2 separate regions of the Mus musculus genome follow, and region 1 is linked to region 2. A link is a contact called in public Hi-C data. All regions are on one chromosome and are shown on one strand. Each heading gives the region's core, a stretch centred on a gene start, on an enhancer-like site or on the middle of the called end of the contact. The rest is flanking DNA. Distances are from core to core; before and after follow the strand shown. Region 1 has its middle 9.6 kb from the start of Gm29050. Region 2 overlaps Gm41517 (a long non-coding RNA gene).

Region 1 (4,140 bases), core at 457-2,956, 460 kb before region 2:
ACCTCACGCAGACAATCCCTCTCTGAAGCCCGCGGGTGATTCTAGGTTAACAACTTAACCATCAAAGGCCCACCGTCTGTGTCTCTGAAATAGGTATAAGATCTCCTGTGTCACTGTGTTAGTGTGTAAAGTGGACTGTGTGAATAATACAGCACACACCTCGTGTCTCTCCTAACCCCTGCCTGCACTGTTAGCACACAGAAGCAGAGGTGAGTTAGGTAGCACTATCACCAGCCAATTCCCTGTCCCTTACATGTCTGTCTGTCACCCCATCTCTCTCTCTCCTCTCTCTCTCTCTCTCTCTCTCTCTCTCTCTCTCTCACACACACACACACACACACACACACACACACACACACATTTTAAGAGACCATGGAACATCTACAGAGACACGAGGAAGGCTGGGATTCCTCCATGTTGGGGTGACCAGGACCCAACAGTTTACTCCAGTGAGAGAAGGGGAAGTGTAGACTTAGCTGTTGTCCTGACGGAGCCTGTGGCTCTGAGGAACCATAGCCATTACAGAATTACAGAATTGCAGCCTACCTGGGGTGGGGTCTGAGCAAATGCGTATCTCATGGGTCCCCTAAGCTTGCTTTTGTTACCTCTTGGCAGGTTACCCCTCTCAGTATGATGTTCTAGGCACCTGCCAGTTCCCTGAGGGCAGTGGCTGATTGCACTCAACAGTCTACTTTGGAGCCTTGTGTGCTTGGGGACCCTGGGTGGCTCACTTGTTCTGTCCAGAACGTGGGAGACTGGTGCTGCAGATGCAATGGCCCCAGCCAAGGACCACTCTTCTGTTTTGCCATGCGTCCCAGAAATGCATTCTTGCAGCAAGTTCTCTAGCTACTGGCAGTTACCTTCCTAGACCACAATATAAGTCACTGCAGCCTCATTCCCTTGAATTCTACCCCTCCACAGCCTCTATGTTCACCGGCCTGAAAAAAAAAATCAGCCTAGTGTCACTGTGCCCTCTAAGCAAGCCGTTGCCATTCTTGGTAACTCCCAGACTTGGACTTCTGGACTGCATAGCAAACCATCGCTTTCATCCCAGCCACTAGGGCCAAGGGAGCCAGCTGAAGGGCACCATCTGCCCTGCAGAGTGCCAGCAGGGGGCGCAGAGTCCTGCCAGAGTGACCAGAGAGGGTGGGGCTGACTGGCTGGAGCCTCCGGGTATAGGCTGTGGCCTGCACCTGTGGGTCTTACTCTTTTGTTAAAGGGAGTGGGACAGAGCAAAAGGATCTGGCAGCATCCTCCCGCAACACACACCAATAGCGGGACATACTGTGCACCGGCCGACAAGGGACAGGCACAGAACTTCTTAGCTGACCAATATTTGAGCCGGGCAGGAGGGAAACCCATCCGAAAGGACAAGCTTACAAAAGGCTTTGGGTTGGTGATTAAGACTAGATTTAGATTTGGTTTATAAACAATGCAAATAGAAAACAAATTTTCTGAGTTTGGGACAAATGACATTGGTATTTTCCTTCCTTCCTTCCTTCCTTCCTTCCTTCCTTCCTTCCTTCCTTCCTTCCTTCCTCAGAGGCACAATTGTTATGGTTGGCACTAGGTAGGGACATGGCACAACTAGACAGATAGCCATCCTGTTAAAAACTTGGAGTTTCTCGCGAGGGAAAAGGGAAAGACACCAGAAAGAGTGGAAAGGACTAGAGCGAGGCACTATCCCCAGCAGCCAGGAGGGGGCGCAGAGCCCGGCGGGAGTGATTCTAAGGCTGCGAGCAGGAGGGCGTGGCCTGTGTTCTGAACCCCCTGGAGCCCTCTGGAGCCCCCTTCCTTCTGGTAGGGGAGAGCAAAAGGGAACATGAGGCCATGCTGTAGCTGGGCGGGACCTCTACTTGGTCTCCCCAAGTGGAGATGGGGCACAGCTCTCTGGCTGGGAGCGCAGAATCTACTAGGGCTCCTGTCTTGCAATCTCCAGAGAGCTCCAGGCACGTCAAGAAAAGCTCTGTAGGCGCTGGGTTCTAAGCACTCATGAGCAAGAGGACCTTCTAGAGACTTCTGTTGCCAAGCTCAGGGAGACACAGCGATTCTGAGTCCCACTGGAGGGACTTAGATAGGACTCAAGGGATAGGAGGGGGCGCACAGTGGCTGGCCCTAGTGGTGTTTGCTATATTCAGGAACTATTATTAAAGCTTTGTCACATACAGCCTCACAACGGGAACGTCGTCATCATCATCATAATCACCACCACCATCATCTCTATCATCATTGTCATCGTCGTAGGCGTCATCGTCAGTACCGTGAGGACAGGGAACAGTGTGCCTAGAAAAGTCAAAGAATATCCTTGCAGAGTGACACAGCTGAGAGTCAAATCAGACAGAACAACCGAGTCCCTGTCACACGCCCAAAAAGCGTTGTGGCTCAGACTCAAGGCCACGTCTGACTGTGGGTGAGAGGGGAAACAAACCGGAAAGTTCTGTATTTCCCGACCAAGGGCAAGACAGGAATGGAAGACCCGGTACCGCATGCCTGTCTAACTGCTCTTACAGGGCCAGCTAACAGACTCCTGCTGTACTACAGGAGACCAATATGCCACTACAATATACTCCGCTGCATTCCTGGCCTGGTACAGCATCATAGATCAGAGGGTGGAGTTAAGATCTTGAGGCTCAGGGTGGGGGTGGGGAGCGTGAGAGGTGCCCTGGGTAAAAGCAGATACAAAAGCCATACAAATGTGCTGACCTGAGTTCAACCCTCAGTAAGTAAGGTGTAAGGTGAGAACTCACTCCAGAGAATTGTCTCTAACCTCCGTATGTGTGCCATGCCAGCGCCGCCGACCATGTAATAATAGATAGATGCTAATATGTTAAACAATAATAATGAATTAGTATTCTCAGAGGCCCCAATTCCTTGCCCTCAGCTCTGGCTCCATACCTGTTCTGTTGGTCCTCCTCTGCATATCTTTACTGACAGCAGTCCATAATGAAAGTGCCCTGAATCTCTAGCCACCCTCCCTGCCTCACCTCGGGCCCCGTGGGCTTCTGGGACCTTGGCCTTAAAGATTTGGTCACGAAGAAGCCACAGAAGTGGTGACCTTGGTGAGAAGGGGCTGGACTTAAAGCCCAGGCCCTTTCCTGCTCCTGACACCCAAGGCAGGGAGTGCCCCGCCTTTGCCTTCCTCAGACAGGAAAGGCCAGCAAGACTTCTTTCTTCCCTCTGCTTCAGCCACCAGAAAGCTCAGAACTAAATGGAATCTCGACTCACACAGACTTTACCCCTTTCTCTGCTTCCTCCTCCTCCTGTGCCAGTTTTTCCATTTTCTCGGCCCATTTTAGCAACTTCACTGTGCACACGTCTTTTATTGGAAGCTGCCTCTGGTCTTTTTAGAAGCCGACAGGGTATAAATTATAAATAAAAATAACGGCTGCTAAAATCCTCCCGTCGCCGCTTTCTTATTTCGGGAGGTATCTGAAATCCTGACTTGGCATTGAAGATAAATTCAACACAAAACATCTTGTGCACCAACATATTTTTAAGTTTTCGTTTCTATAAAAGATCTCAGCTTGCTGCAAGCCCAGGCACCTAACTTCTCCAAGCAGCCGGTAAACAGAGGCAGTAAGCAGAGCCCTCCACAGGGGCACACCTCTTCCTTAAGCAAGCGCTGTTTAAAATCCTGGATTAGACAAAGGATTAATTTCACCTGAACTAGGGAAATTAGCATATGAAAAACATCTTTGTCTTTGTCTTGGGCTGTTATTATTTTGTTTTGAAGTATTATCCTATGAGGTTAGATATTTCACTATTTCCCATGAAGAAACTGCACATACTCACCTGTGCTTGGGGGCACACACAGGCCAACCTCCAATCAGGTGTGGCTCCTGTAGGCTACCATGAAGCCCTCCAATCAGGTATGGCTCCTGTAGGCCACCATGAAGTCCTGCTTGCTTTCCTAACCACAATCTAGAAGGCAAGCTCAGTCCTAAGAGTTGTTCATAAAGTTTCTTTTTAATTTTTTAATTTTTAATTATGTGCATATGCATGTGTTTGAGTGTGGATTTGTGTACGTGAGCGTAGCACCCTTAGAGGATGTCCGATCCACTAGAACTGGTGTTACAAGTGGACTGGACTCTGGTCCTCTTCAAGAGCGGTACAAGCTTCTAACGGCCGCACTCTGTCTGC
Region 2 (4,172 bases), core at 1,054-3,553:
CCCTCCCTGGACCGCCCTCTAGGAAACAACTTTATTGCTGCAGGTGCCCTAGAAGTTCAAGGAAGAGTGTCTGCTTTCCACAGCCTGGAGTGGAGCCATCTCTTTTCTTCTGCAGGTTGTGCCCCTCCCTGTCTCAGCAGGGTGATCACTTAAACCAAAGAGCTCCCTCTGGAATCAGTCCTCATTCTCTCCTTGTTTTCTTCCCAGAGTTTCTGTTTTTCCCTTTGACCTTGAGACACTCATTCCATGGGAAAGGCTCTTGGAGTAGAATATCACTGTGGCTATGGACATTCCAGGGCTTGGAATACAGTCACCTTCCTTTTGTCCTTATTCATTTCTGCCTGCCTCTTCCCTGAACCCCCTAAGGTCTTTCCCTGGAGTTCCCCTTGGGAAAACATGAGTCCCTCCTCCCTTCACTAAATAGCACCTGTCCAGGATTCAAAAATACGGTAGTACTACCATAACACAGGACAAGTGTGGGTGGGTAGATAGGTTTTATGAGAATGCAAATTTCTGATGCTGCACTTAACATTTTTAAAAAATTCCTTTTTCCTTATGCACATGTGTGTGCACATGTATGTGTACATTTGATACTGTGGTACTGGGCATTGAACCCAGCTCCTCTGCAGTAAGTACCATTAACCCCCAAGAGGTCTTGCCCCCAAATGATACACATCTTAAAATGAATTTTGGAAACATGTATGTTACTGGGAACATGAACACAGGACAGCCTCAGCACACAATGGGATTCTTCTATTAAACAGGGAGATGTCAGTGAGAATTAATTGCTTTCTTTCGGATCAACCTAAATCAATCTAAATTGTTCAGATTGTTTGACTGCATTACATGGCTTTTATGGTAAAGACACTACAGAGTTTCAGCTAGCAGCCTCTAGAGAACCTCTCTCTCTCTCTCTCTCTCTCTCTCTCTCTCTCTCTCTCTCTCTCTCTCAGGATACTGAAGTCAGAATGTCTGATGGCTTAGAGACTTGCAAAAACAAACAAACAAACGAACAAACAAAAAAACCAGACAGATGACCAGATCTCAGCTGGTGTCAAACTAGCAGAATTGCTCAAGGGAGAAGGGCTCAGGCTGGAGCCGTACAGGAGAACATTCTACAAACAACTCCTGGCTTCCTCCACCCAGGTCTCATTCCACCTGGTTTCTCAAGAGCAGATCTTTTGGCCAGCCTTAAGCTCAGAGGATCTGTAAGGCAGGAGGCTGAGTTCCAGTTGCCTTTGCCCTAATTTATTGAGGCCTTTAAAAGTAAATAAATAAAACTTTGAACTCAAAACCATCTGAAAGCTTTATGAGTGAGATATGCTACTTGCCTTCAGGGGTATCAAAGATCTCTGGAATTAAAGTAATAAAAAAGAAAGAGAGAGAGAGAGAGAGAGAGAGAGAGAGAGAGAGAGAGAGAGAGAGAGAGAGAGAGAAGGAAGGAAAGGAAGAAGGAAGGAAGAAAGAAAGAAAGGAAGAAAGAAAGAGAGAAAGAAAGAAAGGAAGATAGGAAGAAAGGCTCTGTAGTTGCAGAACTAGAAAGCTGCCCAGACTGGAAGCAACTGGTTCTTGTAGCTTATTAACTTAGGTGGGGGCAGGCCAAGCACGGAAGTCCCCAGCTCTGCCCTTGTCTTTTTCTAATGGAGGATTCCCCCTGTTCCTGGGCCTTTAATCGGCCTTTGTTCCTTCGGAATCTAGAAACAAACCTTTTCCAGAAAGGCCAGGGAGAGGAAAGGGGAAGCTGGAAAATGGCTCTTGAGAACCAGTAGAAGAGAAAACAAGGGGTCAAGGGGACCTCAGCTATTACAGGTTCACTCTGGAATCTGGGGGTCTGAACAGCAAACCAGGCAACTTGTGTGGTGACCTGTGTGAGCGGAACATGGCCCTCACAAAGCCCTTTCTTTTCTCTCTTTAGAGAGATGGACTAGCACCCCCTTATTGGCTGTGAGCACGGAGGAGCTCCACGGGGGCGGAGTGCCTCCCTTGGCTTGTAGGTCTGGACCCGAGATTCCTGTGATAAACTGGAAAACAGTTCAGTGCGCTTCTCTGTTAGATGCTGCTCTTTCAAAGGCAGGGAAAAGCAGGCTCTCAGGAAGGAGCTGTCTGGTCCAGCCAGCTCAGGGATAGAGGCTTCCAGACGTTTCCAGGGGCCGAGCTGCTTTTCCTTCTCCAGAGTGATGGCCTGGCTTGTGCACTCATGCAAGACGCTGCTAGTAAGCACTTTTCATGGTGTGTGTGTGTGTATATGTGTGTGTGTGTGTGTGTGTGTGTGTGTGTATGCGTGTGTGTATGTGTGTGTGGCAGAGACAGAGAAGATAGAGACTGAGAGAGACAGAAACACGGGGCGGGGCATGGCAGGGAGAGGAGGGAGGGAGAGAGAGGAGGGAGGGAGGGAGGGAGGGAGGGAGAGAGAGAGAGGGAGAGAGAGAGAGAGAGAGAGAGAGAGAGAGAGAGAGAGAGAGAGAGAGAGAGAATATGAACCCCCTTTGCATGCAGACCCGCACAGTGACCATGTAAGGAGGAAGGAAGTGTGCTGCAGATGCTGTTTCTGTACCTGTGTGCTCAGCTAGGGCCCGGCCCTCTGCTGCCAAATCCCTGGGGGAGCTGACACATGAACCAGTTTCGCTTGTCCCCTGCACCTCCTCCAGCAGGAGCAGCAGGCTAGGCGGGGAGAGGTGACAAGCTGTAAGGCCTTTCCTGCCAGAGCCCGCCCCTCGCAGGCCTGGTGGTTTCTCTGCAAAGGAAACATTCAAAACTCCAGAACGTGGCATGGGTCTTCCCTAGCATGTGTGCCTGTCAACAAGTCACCAGTGTTGGAAGAGCTAAGGGGAATGTGTGAGTTGCAGGAAGCCCACGGAAGACTTTCCTGGAGAAGGCTGTTTACCAGGAGGCGCGTGCTTGCTTCCTGGTCCTAATTAATGTCAGTCTTGGTTACTGTGTTCGCCTTCTTGGCGATCTTCTTAGCTCCATATAATTCTGTGCTTCTACACACCGAAACCATTGCTAGCTGTGCTGAGGAGGTAAAAAGTCCCAGATTTTAAAGAGACAGCTTTTAACCAAAGGATTGTGGCAGGTAGGCGGCATGTTAACTATCCAGGCTTCCAGACAGAATGGAGACCTTGTAACACCTGCATGAGGTCCTGTCTGGGCAGGGATCCTCATTCTGGAGTGTTGCCCTTTGGGGACAGATGGCCTTTTTTTCTTTTTTTTTCTTTTGTCCAGGAAGAGAAAACCCTGTTACATAGAGGATAGAGTGATTTATGCAGACAGTTTAAAGGGTGTTTCACAGCTCTGTGGAATGCAAGAGGCAGCATGATTTGAAGGTACAGTATACTCAAGGGCCAGTGTGGAGTGCACCAATGTTTTCCTTTCCTACTTTGAAGCAAGTTTCAATCCATTTCACTGACGAAACCGGTTAACCATGTGCAAATGTGTAGCTGCCGGAGCCGATCAGCCTTCCCAAGGCTCCATGGAAGCGGTGACTTCTCTCAGCACTTGGGGTCTGGTGTCGGAATAAACTGGTCAATACTGCCTTCTACAGAGCAAATGTCTTCCTTTAGTTCTCACATTTAAAGATATTGTATTTTGGAGGGAGGGGAGACCATGCCTTAATTTTCCTTCAACTGGAAATGATCATAATAAAATATTTGCATTGGAAATCATTTCTATTTTATAGAAATTAAGTTTTCTCTTTTGGAAATCACGGGTTTGGGGCAAAGTAAAACTGCAATATATATACTTTAAGTATTTCAGGGACCAGAGGTTAGCGGTTAGGAGCATGCACTGCTTTTCCAGAGGACCAAGTTCAGCTCCCAGCATCCACTTGTTGGCTCACAACTACTTGTAACTCCAGCTTCTCGGGATTCAACACCCACAGGAGCCCACACAGCTCTGCACATGGCACATGTAAGTTTATGCAGGTTCATGAACACAAAAAACAAAAATAAATCTAAAAGTATCTCAAAAGTTCATGCTTCAGTGAATTGCATATCTAGCGGCAGTTGATTTAAAACTTTGATTTCATTAGAAACACTCCTTTTTTATTATGAACTGTTTCAGGGATACCCCACCCCCGAGAATTATGTAATAAATCTCTGTGCTCTACCCAAGAGGTAAAGTGTTACAAGTGCAACTGAAGCTCTTACCCCTGTGCCCCCTTCTTTCTTTCTTTT

Evidence for each region. Hi-C and Micro-C count contacts between places; a contact is called where the count stands out from the background.
Region 1: a Hi-C map of the N1E-115 cell line shows a contact between it and region 2, with 4 times the contacts expected there. The contact joins two enhancer-like sites. A contact is called at or near these places in 1 of 15 datasets of contacts at CTCF or cohesin (embryonic stem cells), 1 of 484 Hi-C or Micro-C datasets (the N1E-115 cell line), 3 of 115 datasets of contacts at active chromatin or transcription factors (embryonic stem cells and pancreatic cancer cells) and 2 of 9 other capture datasets (adipose tissue and embryonic stem cells).

The regions. Positions count from the first base shown.
Region 1 is chr17:5,399,822-5,403,961 of GRCm38.p6, reverse strand. No RefSeq gene overlaps it. Among named protein-coding and RNA genes, the nearest start is that of Gm29050, 9.6 kb to the left of the region's middle. Within about 2 kb of position 1,706, at least 44 of the 459 cell types and tissues checked have an H3K27ac peak or open chromatin away from gene starts, as enhancers often do. A contact at or near this core is called in the N1E-115 cell line, where this site is marked.
Region 2 is chr17:4,944,647-4,948,818 of GRCm38.p6, reverse strand. Gm41517 (a long non-coding RNA gene) reads left to right here. Exons shown (of 4, transcript XR_876352.2): 4 at 3,223-4,084. Among named protein-coding and RNA genes, the nearest start is that of Gm34625, 7.5 kb to the left of the region's middle. Within about 2 kb of position 2,303, at least 100 of the 459 cell types and tissues checked have an H3K27ac peak or open chromatin away from gene starts, as enhancers often do. A contact at or near this core is called in the N1E-115 cell line, where this site is marked.